2 separate regions of the Gossypium arboreum genome follow, and region 2 is linked to region 1. The links are chromatin contacts, called in public Hi-C maps. All regions are on one chromosome and are shown on one strand. Each heading gives the region's core, a stretch centred on a gene start, on an enhancer-like site or on the middle of the called end of the contact. The rest is flanking DNA. Distances are from core to core; before and after follow the strand shown.

Region 1 (5,647 bases), core at 3,112-5,611:
AGAGAGAAACCCCAAAACGGTTTCACTAACTCTCCTCATTACTTACTAACACTCCTCGCTAACTCATCATTTCATAATTCACCATTTTGCATTTTAGCCCATAACATACGAGGCTATTATCTACTAAAAACGTGGAATCATAATAATAAACAGAAACAAGCCTAATATATTAAATCAAGTTACAGAGACATACCTTGTTATAGACTTGTGCTGGGGTCTTTGAAAGCTTAGTGGAGAACCACTCTGCGAATAGTTCTTGTATTGTCCCTCACTTTGTATCCGCAAACTCTACGGGATATACCTTGGTTGCCCGCGAGTATTCTACCGCTCTTTAGCTTGCCTATCTTTCCGATGAAAAGAATGAGTTGACCTTTTGATTTCCTCCGCTTCAGCGAACCTGTGAGCTCTTTCATAAAGGTCTGCTAGGTTTTGCAGTCTGTTACCTGTGAACAAATATCGAACATGCTCACTCAACATCCCAATGATGAAAACATCAATAACCCATTGATCTTTTAAGTTTTATGTATCTAAGGTTGCCACATGAAAACACTTTATATACTTCTACAAAGACTCTCATTCCTTCTACTTGACCAACATTAAGCCTATTGGAGTACTCATGATTGTTCTGTGGGCACGAAATCTCCCAGAAACAATTCGTAGTTGCGTGAAGCTCCTAATAGAGCCCTGTGGCAAAGACAAGTACCAATCATTAGCGCTTCCCTTCAAAGTTGTAGAGAAAGCCTTGCACTTTGCAGCATGCGAAGCTCCTAAAACATTTATGTAGTTGTTATACTGCATCAAATGTGGCTGTAGGTCCTTTCTTCCCTCGAAGACTTCTTGTGGCACTTTAAACTTCGAAGGTAAGCCCATCGTGCAATTTCTGGGGCTAAAGGATTATTGAACAAAAGGCCCAATCCATGTCCTCAACGTCAGGATGTAGCGCTTGGATGTCTCGGCGTAAGGTATCCATTTCCTATTGCCATAGCCTTGCATGTACTCCATAGCTCTTTTCCTGCAAGGGCATGTTGTTATCATGGTTACCAAAATGGTCTGAATGTATCTTTCGCATCATCTCCTCATTCCGTCAGAGTTACTCTTGATGAAAAAGTTGTTACTGTTTGTATTTGACATTCTACTGTACCATCTGCTTATTTAAAAAGTGCACATGCACTTGTAGGCTTACCACACTGTGAGTCATATTGATCTGTGTTCAATTTGAAATCTAGAAGTGTTTCCATACTCACCGCACCAATTGTTGAGGGCTTTTTTCCTATGGTTCCCTTCTCAGGGAAGCTATATTCATATTTATAAGGTACGATTCCCTGATGGGACATAGTAGGAGATAACTAGGTAACATGCACAACGACACGTTACCCCTCTAGTTTTGACACATAACCTTAGAGGTATCTTTGAAGGGGCCTCCTCACGAGTAGGCGAGCTGGGGTAATAAGCTGGGAGGTGGAGCTAGAGAGTGGCGAATAGACTAGTTGAAGAACGGGGAGGTGGCGAACTACGAATTAGCTAGCTAGAGAACAGATGAGTTAGGGAAGGTGGCGAGCAAGCGGGGTGGCGAGCAAGCGGAGTGGCGAGCTAGATGACATCCCTTCCTCAATTGGGTCGAGATTCAAATCACCCGGGTGGACCGAATTTTAGGTTTGTGAAGTATTATATAACAGCAATATAGTAAGTGACCGACCAATGGGGTCCCAACTTAGTTGTAAAATTACCATAAACATATTATTTTTACAAAGCATCAAATATTATTTTAAAGGTATTTTTGTTTTTTGTTTCTACTTTTATATAAAATCTAAAAAAAAAATACATACATATGATGATATTTGAACCCAAAGCACAATGACATTCACTCCCTCAACTTTACTATTTTAACTAAAGTCATGTTTAATTCTCATGTCAATTTTTATAAATTTATTACATAATTTTTCACCCACATCGTGGGTGTGTCATAATCTAGTATGATTATATTAGAATAAAATGTAATTTATAATAATTAAAATATTTTATAACTAATTAGAGTTTTATTAATTTTAATTAAAAATATTGAATATAAAGATCGATGATAACAAAAATAAATAAAATAATAAGTAATTAATAAATGGTAAAGTTTTCATTTTATTTAATATTGATTTAGGTAGTGTTTAGAAAGTATCCCAATAATTAAATTTGGATGTAATTATTTGTAATTTATAAGGTGTAACATGTTCGAATAGCCATTGTAATTGATGGGTCCTCCCTTGAATTGAATGTAATTGGAGCACCCAAATTTACTTTCCAATTCTTAGGGAAGAGGTTGAAAATTGAGGTAATTAGACGGGTAATTACAAGCAATTACCAATTGTCCTATGACTTTTCAAACATATATAAATGATTTAAGTTTAATAAATTATTTTTATTCAAGTTTATAAAAGTTATTTTTATACAAAAATAATAAAATATTTTAATTCTAGGATATATAAATTATTTATTTAAAATATAATTATATATTTATTATTAGATAAAAATGCTTTGTTATTGGACATATCAAGTCCAAGCATTCCAAGCAATTTTTGACTTAATAACAAATTAGGTTTATAAAAATCATATTATAAATTCTATATTATTGTTTGACATGTATTTCAACATCTTAAAATAAGTGTTATAAAAACTATCTAGCACTTTATAAACCAATATTTATAAAATTTATATTAATTGTGATTTAATTTGTGTGGAATAATAGTAATCAAAATATTATCAAAATAGTTATAAAATTGAGTTGCTGTTGGACCCTAAAATAAGTTAATTTCAAATTAGTTGGTTTGCATCTCAATTTCTAGAGTGCTATAAAAAATATGGTTTGGGAGAGATCTCGAAATAGATTAAAATTGGATCTAGTAATCCATTAATATTATCATCATCACCTTCTTGTTATTTAATTTTATTTTTCTTGTAAATTATTCAAATTGTTACATACTATTTTTGTATGAAAATATTATGTAGTGATGTTAATTATGTAATTTAAAAATTTTCTTGTACCACATCGTGGGATACAATATCATTTGAGAGAATGTAGCCAAATACAAAAATTAAAGGCAAATTGCGAACTCTTTAAATTATGGTATTCAAAGTTACGAAATATGGTTGATAAGATATTTTTATTCAAAAAAAGTTCCCATATTAACATTACACCTCAATATAATCTAAAAACCAACGTTAAATGATGCTAGTATGTTGCTTACTTTGTAACTTTATTCGTAGGTGGAATTGGAATGATCAATATTTTAAAGAGTAAATTGAAGAAGAAGATCCTAATAATTTGAATGATATATATTCATATTATGATTCATAGGATGAACAAATTGGTCAAGAACTAAAATATGATGATAATGGCTATATGTTAAATGTTATGGAGGAGAGCAATTAAATAAAATTAGATATGATGTTTATTTTTCTTATTATTTTTATTAGTAATCATCTAAATTGACATTTTATATATACTGATTTGTTTTTTGTTACTTGTTTAGAATTTTTTTCTAAAGTATTATTGATAATTTCTATAATAGTTAATATTTTAAAAAATGTTAAATTATGCAACTAAAGAATTATAATTTGTATCACCAAATATGACACAGAGAATTATTATGTAATTACAATTTTTCAACTAAATGCTTTTCTCGAATTACTCTTTAGTATCCAAACACAACCTTAATAAATAAATCTTAGAAGTTTGTTGATTTTTCATAGAAGAATAAGTGAGTAATTTTCAAATAATAAAATAGATTTGAATGCTTTTCCTTTTGTATTTGTGGTATTTTTTCTATGTCCTCTAGAAAAAAAAAATCCAATTGTTGATGATGACAACTAGGCATTAGGTGCAAGGTTTAAGTAGTGATTGGATTAAGGCAACAAATTATTGCAATTGAAGCAAGCTCATACATGTATATATTCTCAAGCTTTTTTTGGGAGGAGTCGGGGAAAAATCTAAGGAAGGAAATGCCTATCATGCATTGTCCCATGTGTTTCCAACTTCCAATTACAGAATAATAATAATAAAAAAGAAAGTAGGTTTTGTAGACAAAGTAGCTCAATTATTAAAGGGGTTTTTGTCGTTTTTGACTTGACAAAAACCCAAAGAGCCAGCCCATTTGGTATATCAGAAAATGACTGCCCAAAATTGCCTTCCATTTGAGCAATTTTTTGCTTTTGTGATGCTTGCTTGCTTGATGGTCAGTGGTCAGTCACCTAGTATCCTTTTTAAAACATGGCACCTAATCTATAAGGAATTAAGAATAAGAAACTATATTATATAGATATGGGGACCTAATTCATGCATGTATACATATGAGAAGATGGCAGAAAGTTGAGTGAAGGGTCCCCACTGGGTTAGATTAAAGGTTATGGGTCAGGCCTATTTGTCATGGTCCTTTTTATTGCCTTGGGTTCAATTTGGTAATAATTTCTAGTTTCCGATATTTTTTTTGGGTGTTTTTATTTTAATCATTCAAATAAAATAAATTTATAATTTGATCATTGTCATTATAATAATTTATTGTTTTCATCATCCAATGTTAAAGAATGATTGTGCGCATGACATGTCATTAATTTTGACCTTTTTGACTCCCTGTTAGTGTTCATCATCTTCTTCATCAACCCATACTCATAATTCCTTTCCAACTCTTAAATAAGAGGAAAAACGTGTTTGAGTGTGTTCGACCTCATGTCCTTCCAGTTCTGCAGTAGCAATAACACCAACTGAGCTAAGGCTCAATCAACAAATATGATATATCTATACTAATTAAAAAAATCCTTGATTGAGTTGGTATTACGAGACAACCAAGCACCAACTTGGTTAAGAAAATTACAAAAAATGTCTTTTTGTATTTAAAATAAGTTATATTATTTAAGGGTATTTTAGTCTTTTTAATTTAAAAATAATAAAAAAATTCATATGGTTGGATTTGAGCTCACACCAATTACATTGGTAAAACTTTAAATTTACCACCTAACTAAGACTTAATTTTATTATGCACACTTTATTATCTTTCACCAATTGTACATTTGTAATTACTTACTATTAATAAAATCCCTAATTGAGTTAGTGTCATGAGTCAATTGGACACCAACTAGATTATAAAAATTATTAAAATATCACTCCATATTTAAAATAAGTTATATTATTCAAGGGTATTTTAATATTTTAATTTTAAAAATAAAAATATACATATAGTGAGACTTAAACTCATAGTAATTACATTAGGAAAACCCTAAATTTACCACTCAACCAAGGCTTTATTTTGATTTATTTATACAGTTAATTTTATTATGCACACTTTATTAGTTTCAACTATACATTTCATTATTTATTATATGTTATTTTAAACACAAATCTTTTTAAATATGTAATTTCCACAGCATACACATGTGATAAAACTTCTAGCATGTATGTATTGTACAAATTTCTATTAGGAAAATTATTTAGTACACTAATGGTGGTGTACTTTTTAAACTCCATAAATAAAATTAAGGGTTGATAAGTATTTTATATAAAAAATATTTAAAAAATATAAAATTTTAAAACTATTTTTGGAATAAAATAAATACCAAATATTCACTTTCTTTTTAGTATATATTAAACGTGTAATATTTCGTTTTA
Region 2 (6,109 bases), core at 2,149-4,648, 45 kb after region 1:
CGAACCGCATAACTCATTTGTGTCATAATTTACATTTATGTGGTGCAGATGTGTTATCTAGCTTAAATGAACCATGTGAGGTAAGTTTATTGGTTAGAACTAGATCTCTCTTGTTATTAATGTCACACCACGTAATGTCAAGTTTATGTTGGAATCGTGATTTGGGATATTAATTTGAAATGTTTATGAATTGAGCGGGCTCTAGTGGAAAAAAAAGGAAATTGGCGAGTCGATTATGGAAAGGTTGGATTTCAACCTCAGTTCCGTCAAGTTTGAACTAGGAATTTGTCTTAGTGGGAGACACGATGATGAGAGATTTCTCCAAGTGGTTGTTGAATTGGTTTTGGTGAAGGAAGTATCAGGGGAGGCGTTACTCTCCAATATTACTTTTTCATTTTCTGTTCTTCCTTCATTTTCTTCTATTGTCTATTCTCGAAGAGAGAAGGATTAAGGAGTCTCATGCACGGACGGTGGAGACTGAAATTTGAGCGTAAGGAAGTGGAAATTTTGTAAGCTGGTAAGCTTTCTAATTTCTCTATATTAATGGATTTAAGAAAAGAGAATAAAGTTAAGGTTTTCTATTATCCATTGATTCTGTTCAGTTATGGGTAAGGTTGTTGATAATTGCTTAAATGGCCTCTGCATGCAAAAGAATTATGATTCTTAAGATGATGAATTGTCTCTTTTGGAATTCTGATTTAGTTTATATGTTTTGTTTGATAAAGAGGCTTAAGTAGTGAGTTCCAGAACTCAAGCCTTAAATAGATGTTTGTATGAATTATTTCAGAAAATTTCTAGAGATATTTTTCTTATTTACAACATGACCCAAAAGTTTAAAGAAATTATGAAATTACCTCAATAATAACTTTTTGTGAATTTTTTTTATTCGAAGTGAGCCTACACTTGGCAGACGTGAGCTTGAGGATAGTGGAGAAGACTACTTAGTCAAAGCGTTCATCCTGAACGAATCGAAAAGGTACAATTTTGATTAAGTGTTTATCACTTTAGGTATCACAACCAAGTTATTATTTTGGAATTTTTTTTTAAAACTTTGGTTTTTCCCTAAATTTATTTTTCCCCATGTTTTCTAAACCCGATTTTCCAACACATGTATACAAGGATAACTTGGTATGCATAAGGTCGTTTTGGGATGAGAGTTAAATGATAAACATAGCGATGGTTGAGTTTGAAAGTTTAGCATGGCCTATAATCCAATTGATGCATGATTTGGTCAAATTTGTATGGTTTGGCATGTTAAAGTTTGCAAATGAACTATTTGGAGTAGCTATGTTGATAAATGGCTTGTGAAATGGTGTAATTGAATGTTAAAGTTTGGCATGTTACGTGCTTGGTCCCTAAATGGTATAAGCATGGTATGTTTAAGAGGGAAAAATGTAACAAGTTGGCATATTACTAGCAAAATGAATGAATTTGCTTAAATGAAAAAAGTTTGTTTGGTGCTAACTTGAATGTTCTATTCATATGTTCATAAACCTGAATTAGCATGAATTGATATGAATTGTGGAAAGTTGTATGAATGGTTGTAGATGTTGGATTGAAAGCATGAAACTTGTATCAAATGGGATTTTTGCCAAAATAGGGGAAACGTCGTGACTTCGAGTCCCTGACGTCATGAAATGGGTCAATAATGAGTGACTTCACGATGGCAAGATGCTTGAAGTCGCGACGTAACTTATTGAGTTAATGATGCCACGACAGGGAAATCGTGATGTCACAATGTCAGTCTGAGATTTTGAGAACTTCACAATTTGATTCTAATTCAACCTCGGGTTAGCAAAAGAGCTTTTGTAAGCTCGAGTGGGACTCGAAATGAATATGTAGCATAGTATGAACATGAAATTCACTTAATTGAATGTGTAAATAATTGTATGGTACATAATTGTCTGAAGTTACTTCTACAAAAAATGTAACATCCTGTAGCTCGAACCCGACGGTCGAGTTAAATAAGAGGTGTTACAAGTCTCGCCTCACTTACGCCCCTAAAAACCAAGGTGATAGGTCTCATCTCCTAGGTAGAACCAATTGAATACCAAAGGAAGAGGCTTCAACCCCATGATGACAATAGCCACAACAAAAGACCTAGGCAAAAGGGTTGATCGTCCTCTACATAATGAAATTGCCTCTTTAGGCCTAAACAAATTATGCATACATTATTTCCTTTTTAGGCTACAAATGCATGTTCAGGCATAAGTATTTCAGTGTTTCAAGTTCAATACATTGTAGAAATTCAACGAATACCAAAATGTTAACACACACACAAAAGTAAAAGGCATAACAGAGTTCCAAACCAACTTCATTATGCGTAAAAACAAAAGCAATAACATAACAAAGTTTAAAACCAATTTCATAAAAGTTAACAAGGCAATTTTATTAATGACTACTAATGAAGCAACTCTATAGCAATAGCCATAATGTTGTTTCCAAGGAAACCTTTTAAAGCTCTAATGCCACATTAGGTGAGGCCTCTTAATACCCTAACTCGCTAAAAACAATTGTCAGTAAAACAACTCTATAACAATAATGGCTTTCCGAAGGCCTCAATGTTATTTTTGGCGAAGCTTTTTAAGGTTCCAATACCCTTATCAAGTGAGGCCTTTTAAGGCCTCAAATTGTAAAAAACGTTTATTAGTGAAGTTGAGCGTAGCTTACTAAAGCTTTAACAAACAATACTACAACAAGCAAAGTGTTCAAGTATGCTTCACCAAACTTGCTTTAAAGTTTGTGCTTTCAGGATCATTACACCAAATTCGCCTCCTAGGCGTCTTATTTTTCCTTTTTAGGACGGCTTCGCCTAGTTGCTTCCTAAGCTTGTGAAGACCATCCACAAGCCTCGCCAACAAATTGACTTAAAACTATCTATTCTTACAAATTACCATCAAGTTACCTTATCACATTCTATTGAAGTACGCATGTCTCTACAACCACACAAGGCGTCATTCTAGTAGGAAACATACCAAAACTCCCCCTCCTCTATAAAAGCTATCTCCACCACAAGAAGAGGAGGAGGCTCCACACATGTCAAAGCTCTACAAAATATTTCCCAAAAAGCTTTTAAGTTCATAAGATCTTTGTAAACCATCATTTCTAGTGGTTTTTTGCACTACTTACTATGTGAGCTTCTTATTCTAATGATTTTCTAAAACTCCTTATAATGTGAACCACCTTATTTTAGCAACTTTCCACACTGTGAACCATTCTAACAAGCTACCCCACTTTTATGTTGTAACACATTATAGAGAGATATTAAATTAAATAAAAACCATGTATAATTTTAAAATTTATTAATAATTTTCTTAACTTTGTTCCATATATTCTTTTGGAAAAAGAAAACAACCAAGTTGTGATCTAGCTTGTATTAAAGTTGCAAAAGTTGGGAATCTTTTACTATTAATTGAAAGTGTAAAAAAGTTATTTAAGCAAATATACGGAGGACCGGAGCAATTAAGGGGTTAGATAAAGACACCAAAAACCTCACGCCTAGCCTCCTTGTTTTTCCCTTCACTGCTAAAACCCCTCTTAAGCTCTCTCTCTCTCTCTCTCTCTCTCTTGAACTTTTCAATACAAAGAATCAAATTTATTTCTTTTCGCTTTTACCCACTCACCCCATCTCTGCAATCTGCGTTTTTTTCAAGTGTTGTAAAATCAATCTATTTTGATTTCATGGCAATAAGGACAGCTGGGAAATTGTTTAAAGATCTCGTGCGCCAAAGGGTTATTTCCACTTCCATAGGACCCTCTAGACATTGCTCTTCCGCTGCTGCTTCTGCCCCTAAAATCCCTCATTCTTCAAAAAAAGTAAGGTTTTTTAGTGGCGATTTTTGCTGTGTTTATGGGACTTTTGTTTTAGTTTTCATTAAAAATCTAAGTAATGAAAGTTGGGGTAAGCTTAGTTAAGGATATGGGTATTTTGGGAAGTTGCAATTAGGAGGATCAAAATGGGTTCTTTTGCTTGACCAACTTAAGGGAAGCACGTTTGATAGCATTGACTTCTTACTAATTAACTGGATTTTCTATTTCATGTGATAGTTTAAAACATTGAATTGAGTTTATTTGGTTGTATGCATGAATTTTATGTTGTAATATATGATATTTTTTGATTTCATGGTTGTAGGGAAGAAGGTTATTGACTGGAGCTACCATAGGCTTAATTATAGCAGGTGGAGCTTATGTTAGTACTGTTGATGAAGCAACTTTCTGGTACTTATTTTGGACATCCCAGTGAAATCTCTTCTTTGAAACTTTTAAACGTTTTCCATATTTTGTCTCATTTTGCAAATGAGGAGGAGTTTCCCCTTTTTGGTCTTTATTTTGTTGGATTTTGAAAAATGCTCCACTTGTTCCCCAAACTTTGATATGAAAAATACATTGGAAAATGAATGAGCCTCTTCAATGGACACATGCCTTTGCAAGTTATATGTCTAAAATGGCTGTTAAAAGTAGCAGTGGTTTTCGTCTTTTGTATCACAGTAACCTGTCAGATGGAGATTTTGTTAGTTTTCTTTATTTTCATCTCTATTTTTTCATTTGTCATTTTTAGTCTGAATTGATAACTATTGTGGAAGAACTCAAACTAAAACAATGTGAGATAAAAAATCGTTATGGCCAATAGCCTTTATCTATCCTTTGTTTTTAAAATTTTAATTAAAAGTTTTGTGGATCCATTGATAGAGATACCTGATTTTGAAATGAATCCTCATCTTATATCTCTATTTGAGACCAACTTACACCATATTTGAATTTTGGCAGTGGTTGGCTGTTCTCAGCGACTAAACTTGTAAACCCATTCTTTGCACTTTTGGATGCTGAGAAAGCTCATACACTAGCTGTTGCAGCTGCTTCTCGTGGTTGGGTTCCCAGGGAGAAGAGACCTGATCCAGCGATTCTGGGATTAGAAGTTTGGGGAAGGAAGTTTTCAAACCCTGTTGGTCTCTCTGCTGGCTTTGACAAAAATGCAGAAGCTGTTGAAGGTTTACTTGGTATGGGTTTTGGCTTTGTGGAAGTTGGATCAGTAACCCCTGTTCCACAAGAGGGTAATATCAAGCCACGCATCTTTAGACTGCGGCAAGAAGGGTGACACCAAGTTCTCTTTTTGTACTGTTTCTTTGAAATATCAACTTACCTGTTTTATGGAATGGGCATTAGTAAGGCAATTCTGCCTTGAGATTTGATTGCTTGAATTCATGTTGTTTGGACCTAAAGTTTTTCTATTCTATCTAACTCGATTTCTTGGACAGTGCTATTATCAATCGCTGTGGGTTCAATAGTGAAGGAATTGTTGCTGTTGCAAAGAGATTAGGTGCTCAGCATGGTAAGAGGAAGTTAGAGACTTCGAGTTCCTCGTCACCCTCGAATGATGAAGCTAAACATGGGGGCAAAGCTGGTCCTGGAATTCTGGGAGTCAATCTTGGGAAGAATAAGACAAGTGAAGATGCTGCTGCTGACTATGTACAAGGAGTTCACACGTTATCCCAGTATGCTGATTACTTGGTAGTTCTATGTTCTTTATTTGAGTTAATTCATTCCTTTCAAGTTTGCTTTGAGTACAAAAGTCTCATACCATAAAATGATAGGATTGGTTCTATTATCTAAGATGGTTGCGTAGCCTGATTTGCTTGTAATATCTTTTACTTGCTTCTTTCTAAGGGTAGATTGATGCATATTCTTCAAAAAGAAATATCATTATGATGTATTGTTTTGAGAAGTTTTCTTTTAGTTATTTCTTGAATTTATTTGTTTGGATCCCGTAATATTTACCTCCTTTTTCAACTTTCTTAGGTTATTAATGTTTCATCACCAAACACTCCTGGATTACGTATGCTTCAAGGAAGGAAACAGTTGAAGGATCTTGTTAAGAGGGTATAGATCTCTAGCTGTGAGCATAATCATCCTTCTGTGTATATCAGAGAGAGCTTCACATTTCTCAATTTTTCTTTGCTTATTCTTGTCGAAGGTTCAAGCTGCTCGTGATGAAATGCAATGGGGTGAGGAAGGTCCTCCTCCACTGCTTGTTAAAATTGCTCCAGACTTGTCTAAAGATGACCTTGAGGATATAGCAGCGGTATGTGCTAAGCTTCTACTTGTATTTAGA

Evidence for each region. A called contact is a pair of places that touch in the nucleus more often than the background predicts.
Region 2: a contact with region 1 is called in a Hi-C map of leaf, with 1.7 times the contacts expected there. The contact joins the promoter of LOC108474506 here to the enhancer-like site in region 1. A contact is called at or near these places in 2 of 5 Hi-C or Micro-C datasets (both in leaf).

The regions. Positions count from the first base shown.
Region 1 is chr3:5,701,885-5,707,531 of ASM2569848v2, forward strand. No RefSeq gene overlaps it. Among protein-coding and RNA genes, the nearest start is that of LOC128290522, 4.9 kb to the right of the region's middle. Within about 2 kb of position 4,362, at least 2 of the 2 cell types and tissues checked have an H3K27ac peak or open chromatin away from gene starts, as enhancers often do. A contact at or near this core is called in leaf, where this site is marked.
Region 2 is chr3:5,747,618-5,753,726 of ASM2569848v2, forward strand. LOC108474506 (dihydroorotate dehydrogenase (quinone), mitochondrial) reads left to right here and starts at 3,399. Exons shown (of 11, transcript XM_017776457.2): 1 at 3,399-3,816; 2 at 4,133-4,218; 3 at 4,768-5,091; 4 at 5,256-5,508; 5 at 5,797-5,877; 6 at 5,972-6,079. The coding sequence starts at 3,682.